Regions from separate parts of the Sus scrofa genome. Here region 2 is linked to region 1. Evidence: chromatin contacts called from public HiChIP or PLAC-seq data. All regions are on one chromosome and are shown on one strand. The core of a region is the stretch at or near the end of the contact, and the rest is flanking DNA. Distances in the headings are between cores, read along the strand shown.

Region 1 (6,464 bases), core at 1,453-3,952:
GCCACAGCCACAGCCATGGCCACGCCAGATTCGAGCCTTGTCTGCACCCTACACTGCAGCTCACAGCAACGCTGGATCCTTGACCCACTGAGGGAGGCCAGAGATCAAACCCGCAACCTCATGGTTCCTAATCAGATTCGTTTCAGCTGCGCCACAGCAGGAACTCCCTGAGATGTTTTTCTTTTGCGTAATTTTGCATGACAAGAAAACAAAAAAATAGTTAATGCACTTCCCCGCTTTCTTGAACAGAACATTTTAAAAGCAGTTTAATTCTCAAATATCTTAATAACTCTTGTTAGATTATTCAGTGTTGTATTATTTTGGTGCTGCAATTATGTTGCACTATGTCGTTTAGAAGGACTCTGACACTACATTTAATGTTTTTAAATTTAAATACTTAAAAAATACGTCACTCTTCATTACTATTGTTGTTAGAAGCATGCTTTTTTATGGCTACCTCCCTTTAAAAAAAATCTATTCGTTGTTTCCAAAAGGCAGTGGAGCTGAAACAGTCAATCATAGTGTTAGTTAAATTGTGTTCAAGAGGAAAAAGCCTCCGAGTGAGGCTTTTAGAGATTCTTTGAGTGAAATGATTACGCTTTGGGACAGGAATTCCCCCTTCCCCCTGGCCAATTCTGTCTGCGCTGGTCGTTTAAAATCTTATCTCCTGATTTTTTTGGGCAGCACTTTGGATAGGAGAGGTGCAGTAGAGAAATCAATTTTTGCTGTCAACATTTCAGTAATGCATTCAGTAAAAGGCCACCTATATTTAATTACCTCTTTAGTATTGTATGGGCTTAATAGGTATCAGCTGCTAATAAAATCACTGGGCCAAGAGTCTAATCTGTCATTGTATCCTTTTTGGCATTTACCAAAAATAATTTCTCTTTCTTACTTCCTTCAGCCTGGGAAGGGTAACCTTCAAACCAACTGAGAGATTGTTCACTCATAATACGCAGTTGGCTTTTTTTCTTCTTTTATCTCTGATTTCTTGTTTTATCATGAAACATGTGTATGTGTGGTTGCTTCATGCACTTGTCAGCTAGATTTTTAAGCTCCTTCCCAGCCCAGGCCTTTTTTTCTTGCCAGAAATTCTGTATTCGGAACCCAGCATTAGCTAACATAATGATAGAGACTATTCTTGGAGTCCTTTCCTCTGTGCCCGGTGCCGCTCTGAGGTCTTTATATGTATCATCTCATTTAATCCTTCCAATAATTCAGAGCGGCCAGTACTATTATTATTCCCGTATTGTAGGTGAAGAGACGGAAGCATAGAGAAATTAAGTAATTGTTTCCAAATCCACACACTAAGAGGTGGGATCAGGATTTGAACTCAGGCTGTCTGCCCGAAGAACCGGCTTTCCTACCACATGCGTTCAGTTCATTCAGTGAATATTTATTAAGCTCTTACTGTATACCAGGGAACAGTGCAAAGATCTCAATCTTCATGGAACTTAACATTCTAGTAGAGTGAGAAAGTTCACCAAAATATGTGAATAAATTGTATGCCTTGTTAGAAGGCTACCCAAGTGCTAAGACAGAAAAATGTCGAGCAGAGGAAGGCAGTGAAGAGGGTATGTTGACACTTTAGATAATCAGGGAAGACTTCCATGGTTCAGGCTGAGGATTTTTTTTTTTTTTTTTTTTTTTTTTGGTCATTTTAGGGCCACACCCCTGGCCTATGGAGGTTCCCAGGCTAGGGGTCGAATCAGAGCTGTAGCTGCTGGCCTGCACCACAGTCACAGCAAGTCAGGATCCAAGCCCCATCTGCGACCTACACCACAGCTCACCAGATCCTTAACCCGCTGAGCAAGGCCAGGGATCAAACCTGCGTCCTCATGGATGCTCGTTAGATTGGTTTCCGCTGGCTGAGCCACAGCGGGAGCTCCAGGCAGAGGAATTCTTTAACAAATCTCTTCGGTTGGACAGCATTTTTTGGTTGTTGGATCTCTCTGAGATGTAGCCTGAGATCTTAAGTGACTCACTCAAAATTTTTATGAAAATCTGCTCATCAGTTCTGCTTGTTTAACCCTGCAAGCGTCTGGTGGTTGTATCTCCACAGAGTCAAGGATGACTCAGCCCGTGGGCTCGCTTCACTGCCTGGAGCAGAGTCCCTCGTTCCAGCGCCTTTCCGAATGTGCGGGAGTCCTGGGAGCGCCCTGCGGGTGCTGAATCACGGGGCGGGTGGGGTGTCTGTGCCGAAGGAGGAGTGGGGGCAGTGAGGAGCAGTCAGAAACCCGGGACATTGTGGAGGGGTCCCCTTTAGAAGGACATTGCTGAGATTCTTCCAGCAGGACCCCTGCCTTCCTAGGGGAAGAGGGATGTGGCTTGTCCAGGTAGAGCAGGTGGCCCCCAACCATCCTTCCATCCAAAGATTCTCTCTCAGCAGCGGTCCCTGGAGGGACCAAGCAGGAGGGGAGGAGGTGGCCTGGCACAGAGGGTCCCCCTTCACTATCAGGAAGACAGCGGGTCCCCTAGGCTTGTCTGTGGGTCGGGGGTTTGGATTTCTCTGTGAAGGACACACATTTCACCCAGTTATTGAGACATCACAATTAGTGTTTATCTTCTAAAATTAAATGTCCGTGATAACATGTTTACCCTCCAGCTCAAAAAATGGATCATTGGGTCCTTCCGGCCCTGGGCATGATTCACTGCCAATGATGAGGCCTTTTCTTCCGACCAGAAAGCAAGACGTTGCAAACGAGGTTCCCAGCTGCCCCTGGTGGCCGGGAGCTCAGGATGTTGTTGCTGGAGAACCGGGGCCTCCAGTTCCTCCCGAGGCACCACTTTCCTTTTTTATACAAAAACAACGTCGTGCCTCCGAGGGTGCTGACTGCACACCAGATTCCATTGACTGTTTTTCTACCCTCCTCTGCTTATTTTTATTCATCTGGCTACTTTATTTTAGGGCTTTGCGAAGCTTGTTTTGGCCGGGGCGAAACTTATTGTTTTATTTCTGGCCGCTCGGCTCGCCCGTGAACGCTTCAGTGAAGAAGCGGCAGCAGGGAGGGTGCGGTTCTGGGGTTTGGATTTGCTGCTGGGGGTTCGATCCCCAGGGCCGCGTGAGCCCCCCGGGGATGTTTCCAGCCAGGAGGACCCCATCCAGCTCGGGTGGCAACCACGTACCCAAGACACAGGCTCTGCTTGCCGGAGAAAATATTACGACCTGGTCAGAGATGACTGACTTTTAGTCCAGAGCTGTGATAGGGGATCATTCATGCCTCCTGACCCGGCACCCGAAATGACTCTGTTGATTTTTTAAAAAATTAGAGATAGCCACAGAACAATTGAGCTTCCCTAGCTGTCATCCTCCCAGGCTGAATCAGCAATGGTTCAGGGCTTTGGTGGCCTACGTACTGGTTTAGTTCTTGTGTTTACCACCTGACTAGCTCTGGGTCCTCAGGCAAATTACCTAACCTCTCTGGGCCTCAATGTCTACACATAATGGGGAGCTTTAATAAGAGCACCTGCCTCTCTGTTATGGTGAAGATACAATGAGGGAAGAATCTAATTTTCTATGACACAGCCAACTGATAATATGTAAAATGGCACTGCAGCTCGGAATTTTGTTGCTCTGATTGTATCAGAAGCTAGTTGAGTTGTAACTTAGAGTAAGAATCTAATCATCTGATCATGCAGTGATGAACTCCAGAGTGAGGCAGATTTTCTTTCCAGAGTGAGACCCCTCCTGGGCCCAGCCACCTGCTCCTGGGAGAGCGCCACCTGTTGGTGGGTCTTGGTTTCGGTAGGAAGCAGAGAGGGCAGATCACCTGCCTTTCTCCCTGCTTAATGGGAATCACCCAGACATCCAAGGATGCTCAAGTCAAACCCTAAAACTTCTGGCCATGGACCCCAGGCTTCCAGATTTTGCAAAGCTTTGTTCAAGTGATTCCAGTATACTAACGAGGTTAAGAAGTACTAGGTGAGGAGTTCCCGTCGTGGCGCAGTGGTTAACGAATCCGACTAGGAACCATGAGGTCGCGGGTTCGGTCCCTGCCCTTGCTCAGTGGGTTAACGATCCGGCGTTGCCGTGAGCTGTGGTGTAGGTTGCAGACGCGGCTCGGATCCCGCGTTGCTGTGGCTCTGGCGTAGGCCGGTGGCTACAGCTCCGATTCAACCCCTAGCCTGGGAACCTCCATATGCCGCGGGAGCGGCCCAAGAAATAGCAACAACAGCAACAACAACAACAACAGACAAAAAGAGGCAAAAAGACCAAAAAAAAAAAAAAAAAGAAGTACTAGGTGAATATTTTATTTAGGAAACTAGCTCATAAATGGATTTGTTCATACCTCTATGTATTTATAACAGAATGGGGGCAATAAACAACAAAAATAAACACAGATTCTTTATCTCTGTTCATCTCTAGTTTGAAAGCTTCCTTAAGTTTTCTGTCACTGCTGGATCTTTCCATAGCTCCTGACCCATTTCCCCAAGCTGTTTTGGGTTGTATTTCAAAATAAAGATACACATTACCTTCTTAATACTTGCCTGTTATCTATGAGCTCTTCTTTTTTCTGTCTTTCCTGAGCTGGAGAACTTTCCTTGCTCCCATGTTGGTCTGTCTGTAAATCATTATTGGGACAGCCAGGCTCGGGCTTGGGCTGTCTGTCTCAGGCGGGATCTGCCCTTCCAAGGGCCCAGTTGGGGACACTCACATCTGTGTGGGAGCCATGAACTGACTGTCTGCTCATGTCTTCAACTACAACCAAGTTCTAGATTTTTCCCTCCTTCTCCCTCGTGTGTGTGTGTGTGTGTGTGTGTGTGGTTAAAGAGGGATCAGACCTCATTTTATTTCTCTGCTTTCAGGAACACTTTTAAACACATTTGTGTCATTTTTTTTTACATTGTTGATAATCAGATTATCCAGTCTGGATTATCAAAGTCAAAACAGCTTAATCCAGACCGACTTCCTCAGCCTTCCTGAGCGTCTTTCCTGTGGTGGATGAGTGAATGCCCAAGGATACAAGAGGATTTTTGCATTAGCCCAAGTAAATCATAGGAAAGCAAAGCGTACCCTTTTTGGGCACCCTCTTTCTCTCTCCCAATAGGAGAGTTGATTGAGAATTAAATGATAGTCAGACCCAAGTAGGAAAAATAAGTCATGTATTTGAAAAGTCATTCTGAATTTTGAGTGAAACAGAGGGCTTATGTGACATTAGGATCATTAGCAGTTTAAGCCAGAGTTTCTACTCACCACCTTTCCTGCAGCCACTTCCAGAATTTAGCCTATCAGGTAGCATATTGTTTTCAGGCCTCTCTCTTTTGAATGTAATGTTTATAACTCTCTCATCCTCCGGGTCTTTGCACAGAACGTGTTGACTTTACTTTTATTGCATTTCGGACAACTAAAAATGCAGTGATGATTTATCGCTCTGCTTCCTAATCCTCTATCTTCCGACCATCGCTCTTGCTGAGCATCAGTCCGTGGAGGAGGAGGGTGGGAACTCAGTCAGGCCTTGGAGTTCGACGTACTTAGATACCTAAGTATAACTAAGATACCTAAGTATGCCTGAGTATAATTACTTTATTTCCGTGGCCTTAGATAAGTCACATAAGCCTCCTGAGCTCAGTTTCCTCATCCTTAGGTGGGTGGTGACCCTGTTCCTTGCAGTGGTTTAAATAAGGTAATAGACGCAGATCCCCAGATACAGTGTCTGGCTCAATGGATGTGCTCAAGGGATGGTAACATTGACCCAACCGGATGTTAGCTCTTGATTTGTACTTTTTTTTTTTTTTTTAGGTTTAGCACAATTGAAACCTTTCAGCCATATCTGTGACGTACAGCTCGTGGCAATGCCGGATCCTTAACCCACTGAGTGAAGCCAGGGATCCAACCTGCATCCTCATGGATACTAGTCAGATTCTTAACCCACTGAGCCACAAGGGGGACTCTCATTGTTTAAATAATTTGAAAAATCCCTATATTCCTAGAATAAATCCTCTTTGGGATGTTGGTCTTTTTATGTGAGTGCTCAATTCTGTTTGCTCATTTGAATTTAGGACTCACGTCAGTATTTAGAAAGGAAATTCGTATATAGTTGCCCTTTTGTGTATTTCTTTGTGGGGTGATGGCATCAATATTTTACCTTTTACTATTTAAATAAGAATTTGGAAACTTTCCTTCCTTTCGTATGATTGGAAATGGGTTCAGTCTTATCAGGATTGTCCCTTAAAAGTTTTCTAGAATGCCCCCTCTGAGGCCATGTAAACCTGTTTTTATTTATTATGTATTGATCTGTTGGAAGGTCGTTTGGGGAGGTAGCCTTTTGACTTGTATTTCATTATAGTATTGACCTACTTAAGCCCCCCACCCCCGTGTAGTGTGACACCTTAAGTATGTCTGAAATATTGTTTACTGAATATATTCAATTCATACTGATTGAGTCCCTCTTAATTAAGGGTGAAGTGATCTGTTATTGTTGAGTTACAGTTTTCAAGAGTGGCAGCCTTTTTTAATATTCAGT
Region 2 (6,464 bases), core at 1,974-4,473, 140 kb before region 1:
ATTCATCCCGCACAGGGCAGCATTTGGAATTCATTTATCTGAGTCCCGTAGCCCCGTGCTCATAATACCTACGGTGGGAGGCTCTGGTTTCACCCTCCAGAGCAACAAGGAGACCTCTCAGATGGTATGCAGATCACATGCATCAGATTTTGTGCAAGAGTCAAGATTTGGTTCCGAGGGGACAAATAAGAATAAAGAACAAAATAAAACAGGACAACAAAACAAAGCTAAAAGAAAGAGGGGAATTAATGACAACAACAACGGAGAGCAACCCGTTAATCCAGGAGAAAAGTACATAACATCGTTTTCATTATTAGGATTCTCTTGGTTTTTACCCTCACTCGAGTCAGCCAATAGGGTTCCCATTTAATTCCCAAGGGGCCCTTCTGGTGTCTAGGAAAAATGCCAACCAGGATGGTTCAGAAAAATCTATTTACTCCCCAAAGAAACACGGGAGACCACTTCTCTTCTTGCTCTGATGTTTATCCTCCTCTTATTTCCTATAGGGACTGACGTGAAAATCCAAAAACCAAAGGCTTACCTGTGACATCCAGGAACGGCGACCGATGGGAAGTGGGCCAGCCACAGCCTACTCATCCTGGCCAGGGCCGAGGAGCCTCCAGCGGGGGTGTGGAGGCAGGACACACTCTAGCAAAAGGAGAAGAAAGGTGAGGACCCAGCCCCGTTCCCAGGAGGACAACCAGTGCAGAGCGGACCTGATGCCACTCAAGCTTACACGTTGTCAGGAGGGCAGTGACCTTTATTTTATCCCCAAATGTAGAGGAACAAGCCACGTACTCCCCCACTGCAGTTCCAGATCAATCATATGTTTCCTGGTTGGTTCTTTTTTATTATTATTCATTTCCTAAACTTCAGACTCATATATCTAAATGCCCACACAGTGTCTAGCTCAGCCTCAGCAGTGCTGAAACGCATCCTCTTCTTCCCTAAATCAGCACTTCCTCTATCTCCTCTGTCTCACTTAGTGTGAAGGCACCACTTCAACCCAGCCATACAGGCTACAAACTGAGAAAGCATCTCATTTCCACCCTCTTCCTCAACCCCACTCCCTACCCCGGCCTCACGTCACCAGTTACTAAATTCTGGCTAATTTACCAACCACTTCTCAGTTCCTCCCGCCAGCCTTCTCTTTTTTCTGTATGACACTTAAAGAATGTTTGGGTTTTGAGTTCCAGCTATGGGCAATGGGTTAAGGATCTGACTGCAGCGGCTTGGGTCACAGTAGAGGTGCGGGTTAGATCCCCGCCTGGCAGCAGCGGGTTAAAGGATCCAGAATTGCCACATATGCAGTCTAGGCCACAGCTGTGACTCAGATTCAATCCCTGGCCCAGGAGGTGTGGCCATAAAATTAAAAAAAAAAAAAAATAGGCTGGTTTTGACTGAATGAAAAAGGATCTTCCCACCCGATTTTTTAGTGTTGGGCTGGAGAGAGAAAACAGAACAGGATTTCACGAAGCTGCCTGAGACGAAGGACTACTAAAGAGGGCTATAACCCAAATTTCCGCCGCTTTCATCAGCCCGTCACTGAACTACTTCTCAAAATTGATCCTCTGTCCTGTCTTTCCGACACCTTGTTAATGAGGAACTGTGGGGAAGGGGAGGCCAGGAGGGACAGGACCAGGGCCCATCTCGGGGGATTTTCCTGGACATCAGGCGGTCCCGCCTGCGGGTTTAGAAGAAACACCTCCATGGGTAAATCTCCAGAGGGCCGCGCTGTGACTGCCAAGCGGCAGGGGATGGAGGGGCACACGGGCACAGCCGGGGGCCTGGGACCCGCAGAGCTTCAATGTCACGTGTCACGTTCCATGTCGACGGCTGTACCTGAGCTCGGGCGCACCATCTGGGTCCACCAGAAGCCCCTCGCAGTTGCAGGGGACGTCGCTGGGGTACAGTGGAGACCAGGTGATGAACGTGGGGCAGGTCGCGAGGGCCGCGGCGGGGTCACTGGGCGTGGCCAGAGAGGGGGGTGGAGGGCGTCGTGCGCCTGCGCGACCTTCACCTCGCACTTGCCCAGGGCCTGAAGTTGAACTGCTACCCGCCATTCGGTGGAATGAGGAGCCAGTTCAGGATCTGCTGGTTCTTGGCGTTTTCCTGATGTCCAAACTGGTGGCAGGGAAAGCGGAGCAACACCAGGCCCCAGGGCCAAGGCGCCATTGACGTCCGTTCATCTAGGTGTCCTCAGAACCTTTGTGCCCCAGAGCAACGCTGCCTCCCCGGCCACCCGCCCCGCTGCAGCCCAGGTTCAAGGTTTCCCTGCCCCGCCAGCAGTATGCATGAAAGGCAGACACCCAGTGTGAGGCTGCCACCGCCAGGTGGGCTTCCGGGCGGCAGAGCAGCACACCCCGCCAGGGTGTTGGCAAGGGGAGAGCCCTGGAGTAGAAAAATCCCTCTGCACCAACGCACCTTTCTACCAAACAAAAACGTACTCACAGAGAGAACAGATTCGTGATTGCCAGGGGGAGGGGGAAGGGGGAAGAGAAGGCCTGGGAGTTTGGGGTTAGCAGAGGCAAACCAGTATGTATAAGGGCCTACTGTATGGCACAGGGAACTGTATTCAGTATCCTCTGACAAACCATAATGAAAAAGAATATGAAAACGAACATATATGTATAACTGAGTCACTTTGCTGTGTAGCTGAAATTAACACACGGTAAATCAACTGTTTTTCAATATATATTTTTTAAAGGCGCCCCTGTCCTGTCTTAATCCTTTTGAGCTAGGCTCTGCATGTGGAATATTATCTAAAATCTCAATAATCCTTGGGTTACAAGAGAACTTTTCAAAAACCGCAATTGCTTGGAAGCCCGTTGAAATGCAGATTCTTAGTTCATGAGGTTTGGGTGCAGCCTGAGTTTTAACTTTGCTAACAAATTCCAGGTGATGTGGAGGCCACTGGGTTGCAAGGGCTTAGATGGTCTAGAATTTTATTGCCCCGAACTCTAGCTCAGTCAATACTGAACCCTTAAAAGCATGTCAGGAACAGAGCATGACAGAAAAAGGTGGGAAATGGATATGGGCTGGTTAGTGGAAAATTTAAGCAGCTCATCAGACCTTACAATAAAAGCTTCACACTGGATTGAGAGTTCTCATCCTCTTTGTAGAAATGTGTGACTATTTTAAACACGTCATCCCTTAAGACAAAAGTGGAGAAAAGGCCATTCTTGACATGGTCTGTTGGACACCCTGACTGCTAAGGCAAGGTCAGGCCTAACAGGAAGCAAACAATAGGTGTGACCTCAGGCTAGTCCCCTTCCCTGTTTTGACTGTGGACACCACACGAAGAATCTGGCTCCAAGTCCTACTTTCCTGGACAAGTCAAGTCCTGTGTGTGTGTGTGTGTGTGTGTGTATTTTTAGGGCCACACCCATGGCATATGAAAATTTCCAGGTGAGGGGTCGAATTGGAGCTGCAGCTTTCAGCCTGCGCCACAGACATAGCACTGAGCGAAGCCAGGGTTCAAATCTGTGTCCTCATGGATCCGAGTCGGGTTCGTTACCATGGAGCCACAACAGGAATTCCCAAGTCAAGTTTAAAGGACTCTGGGCAAATATGTATTCGTTCAGACACTAGTCTAAATAAAGTTGCTGGCTTTTCCAAGTAGATTCCTGCTTTCTTTTCCAAGGAACATTTTCATGTCTAAGAAGGTATAAATAGGAGAGAATGGTTTCCACACACCACGCCCTGCTCCAGATGCACTGCAAACTCTGCAGAGGAAGCCGGGGCAAACTGCTTGTGGGAAAACACACAGGACACTTGGATCAGAACGTGAGCCGTTGAGTTCATCCTCCACTGAGCCATAGGATGCAGAATGCTGAGGCCTGGCACATCCAGCTTAGGAGGATAACGGGTTTCTCTGACCTCACTGCCTCAGAAAAACTCAATAGGTCACATTTCCGGCTTTGGCCACCAAGCCCTCCTTTGGCTTTTCCTTCCTATGCACAAAATTTCAGAAGTCACTGTGTTGCTGAATTTCCTTTGGTCACAGAAAAAACAGTCATTATGATTGAATGCAAGGAACTGATCTGACCTAAAGTCAATGATTTCTTCCTGCAAGTGACAAAGCCTGTTTCCTCCAGCTGATAATGAACCCCCGAAAAGGCACTGAACATGCATTTTCAAAAGCAAATCATCTACAGCCAGGGTGCAGGCCAGTACCTCTTTCAATCAGAAGTGAAATACTTGAAATCAATTCTTTCTGTTGTGGTAAAACATATAGTACCATAAAATTTACCATTTTAACCATCTTAAGTGTAAATTCAGTGGCTTTATGTACAGTAAGAATCATATTTTACAAATAAATAGCTATAAATGGGTTCCTAGTCTCTCTGAAGAAAGAGACCCGATAAGGGCATCAAAGAAAGAGCTACATTTTTCATTCCAAAGAAGGATGGAAAAAGTGTGATACTTCTATATGAATAATTTACAGGCCTAGAACAAGGGGAAAAAAAAATCCTAGATCTTGTTGGAACACTAGCTCTGCTGCTTCTGCTGTTGTTGCAAGTTACTTAAGCACTTTGCTGTAAAATGAGAATGAATATTAGCATCTACTTCTTAGAGTGGTAACAAGGCTTACACTGGATAAGAGGATTCATCAGGATAGGAGAGGTTCAGCTGCAGTAACAAATGAACCCCAATATTTTAGTGACTTAACCTGACAAAAGTTTACTTCTTGCTCATGTCACAGTCTGAGGTGGGGCAGGTGGCTTTCCTCCAAGGGTGATGAAGGATCTGGGCTGCTTCCGAATAACATCTCTGCCATCTTGCAGGGCTTTACTTCCTGATGAATGGAGGACACACATCCTTTACACCCTTGGCCTCAAAGTAGCTAGAGTTAATGTCACTAATGGTTCTTTACACTCTTGGCCTCAAAGTAACTATGTCCTTTCTCGTTACAGTCCTTTGGAAATAAGCATGCGTATCAGTCAGAATCTGAGCAAAAACCAGATGGCGCACTCTAAAGGCCCACTTATTTAATGGATTTACAAAGGTGTAAACAGGGTTAAAAGACACTGCAAAGGATGGTGAAACACCACAAGACCACCAACAACTCAGGACAGGTGCTGGGTTGTCAGCAGCTGAAACTTAAGGCAGGGATGGGAGATGGGAGGCTAGGAACCCATAACGTAATCTCTCTCCTGTCCTGCTGACTCTTGCTGTTGCCTCGCATGGGTCACACTCCACAGTCAGTACAACCTGGTGGGATGCCATCCATGCAAGGTCAGCTTCCTGGGGGCTCAGAGCAGGTGGAAAAGTAGATCTGGAGCAGCAGGTGGAGAACACCCAGCATGACATGCAGAAGGCCTAGCAATGTGCCAGGCACATAGTTGGCACTGAAAAGAAAATGAAGGAAAGAAGCTAAGAGTATAGCACAGGGAACTATATCCAATCTCTTGGGATAGGCCATGATGGAAGATAACATAAGAAAAAGAATGTGTGTGTGTGTGTATATATATATGTATATGTATATATGACTGGGTCACTTTGCTATTCAGCAGAAATTGGCACAACACATAAATTAACTATACTTTAATAAAAACAATTTGTAAAGACCAAAAAAGAACTTAAGAAAACATGAAGTCGCAACAGAAGAAACGGTGGGGGAAAAAACTGTAACTGCAATGTATACATCTAAGGATGACCTGACCCCCTTGCTGTACAGTGGGAAAATAAAAAAAAAAAAAAAAAGAAAACATGAAGAAAAAAAAAATATATTTTTTTTTGTCTCTTTAGGGCCATACCTGTGGCACATGGAGGGGTCTAATTGGAGCTGCAGCTGCTGGCCTACACCACAGCCACAGCCACTCGGGATCCAAGCCATATCTGTGACCTACACCACAGCCTACGGCAATGCCAGATCCTTAACCCACTGAGCAAAGTGAGGGATCGAACCTATGTCCTCATGGATGCTAGTCAGATTCGTTTCCACTGAGCCATGACGGGAACTCCTATATTTTTTTTTAAGAAAAAATATTTTAAAGTAGCTTATGTTTATTGAGGTCTTCACAGTTCACTTCACCTCTGACAAAGAGAGATTCACATTTGCTAAGGAGAATTTTTCTCTCCACAATAGATTTTTCTTTTTTTTTTTCTTTTCTTTTTTTTCTTTTTTTCTTTTTTTTTTTTTTTTTTTTTTTGGTCATTTGTCCTTTTAGGGCCGCACCTGAGGCATATGGAGGTTCCCAGTTCCCAGGTTAGGGGTCTAATTGGAGCTGTTGCTGACGACCTACGCCAGAGTCACAGCAACTCCAGATCCAAGCTGCATCTGCGACCTACACCATAGCTCACGGCAATGCCGGATCCTTAACCCACTGAGCAAGGCCAGGGATTGAACCCAAAGCCTCATGGTTCCTAGTCGGATTCGTTTCTGCTGCACCGGGACAGGAAGTCCTCCACAATAGATTTTTCAACCAGAGCTCACTGTCCAAAGCTGGTTTGTCCTCTTT

The links. HiChIP or PLAC-seq counts read pairs in DNA pulled down with a chosen protein or histone mark.
Region 2: a contact with region 1 is called in an H3K27ac HiChIP or PLAC-seq map of skeletal muscle. The contact joins two enhancer-like sites. A contact is called at or near these places in 1 of 47 Hi-C or Micro-C datasets (retroperitoneal adipose tissue) and 2 of 2 datasets of contacts at active chromatin or transcription factors (alveolar macrophages and skeletal muscle).

What each region holds. Positions count from the first base shown.
Region 1 is chr11:20,805,654-20,812,117 of Sscrofa11.1, reverse strand. All of the region lies in intron 1 of LRCH1 (leucine-rich repeat and calponin homology domain-containing protein 1), which reads left to right. Among named protein-coding and RNA genes, the nearest start is that of LRCH1, 98 kb to the left of the region's middle. Within about 2 kb of position 2,702, at least 24 of the 83 cell types and tissues checked have an H3K27ac peak or open chromatin away from gene starts, as enhancers often do. A contact at or near this core is called in retroperitoneal adipose tissue and skeletal muscle, where this site is marked.
Region 2 is chr11:20,943,365-20,949,828 of Sscrofa11.1, reverse strand. No RefSeq gene overlaps it. Among named protein-coding and RNA genes, the nearest start is that of LRCH1, 40 kb to the right of the region's middle. Within about 2 kb of position 3,223, at least 11 of the 83 cell types and tissues checked have an H3K27ac peak or open chromatin away from gene starts, as enhancers often do. A contact at or near this core is called in retroperitoneal adipose tissue and skeletal muscle, where this site is marked.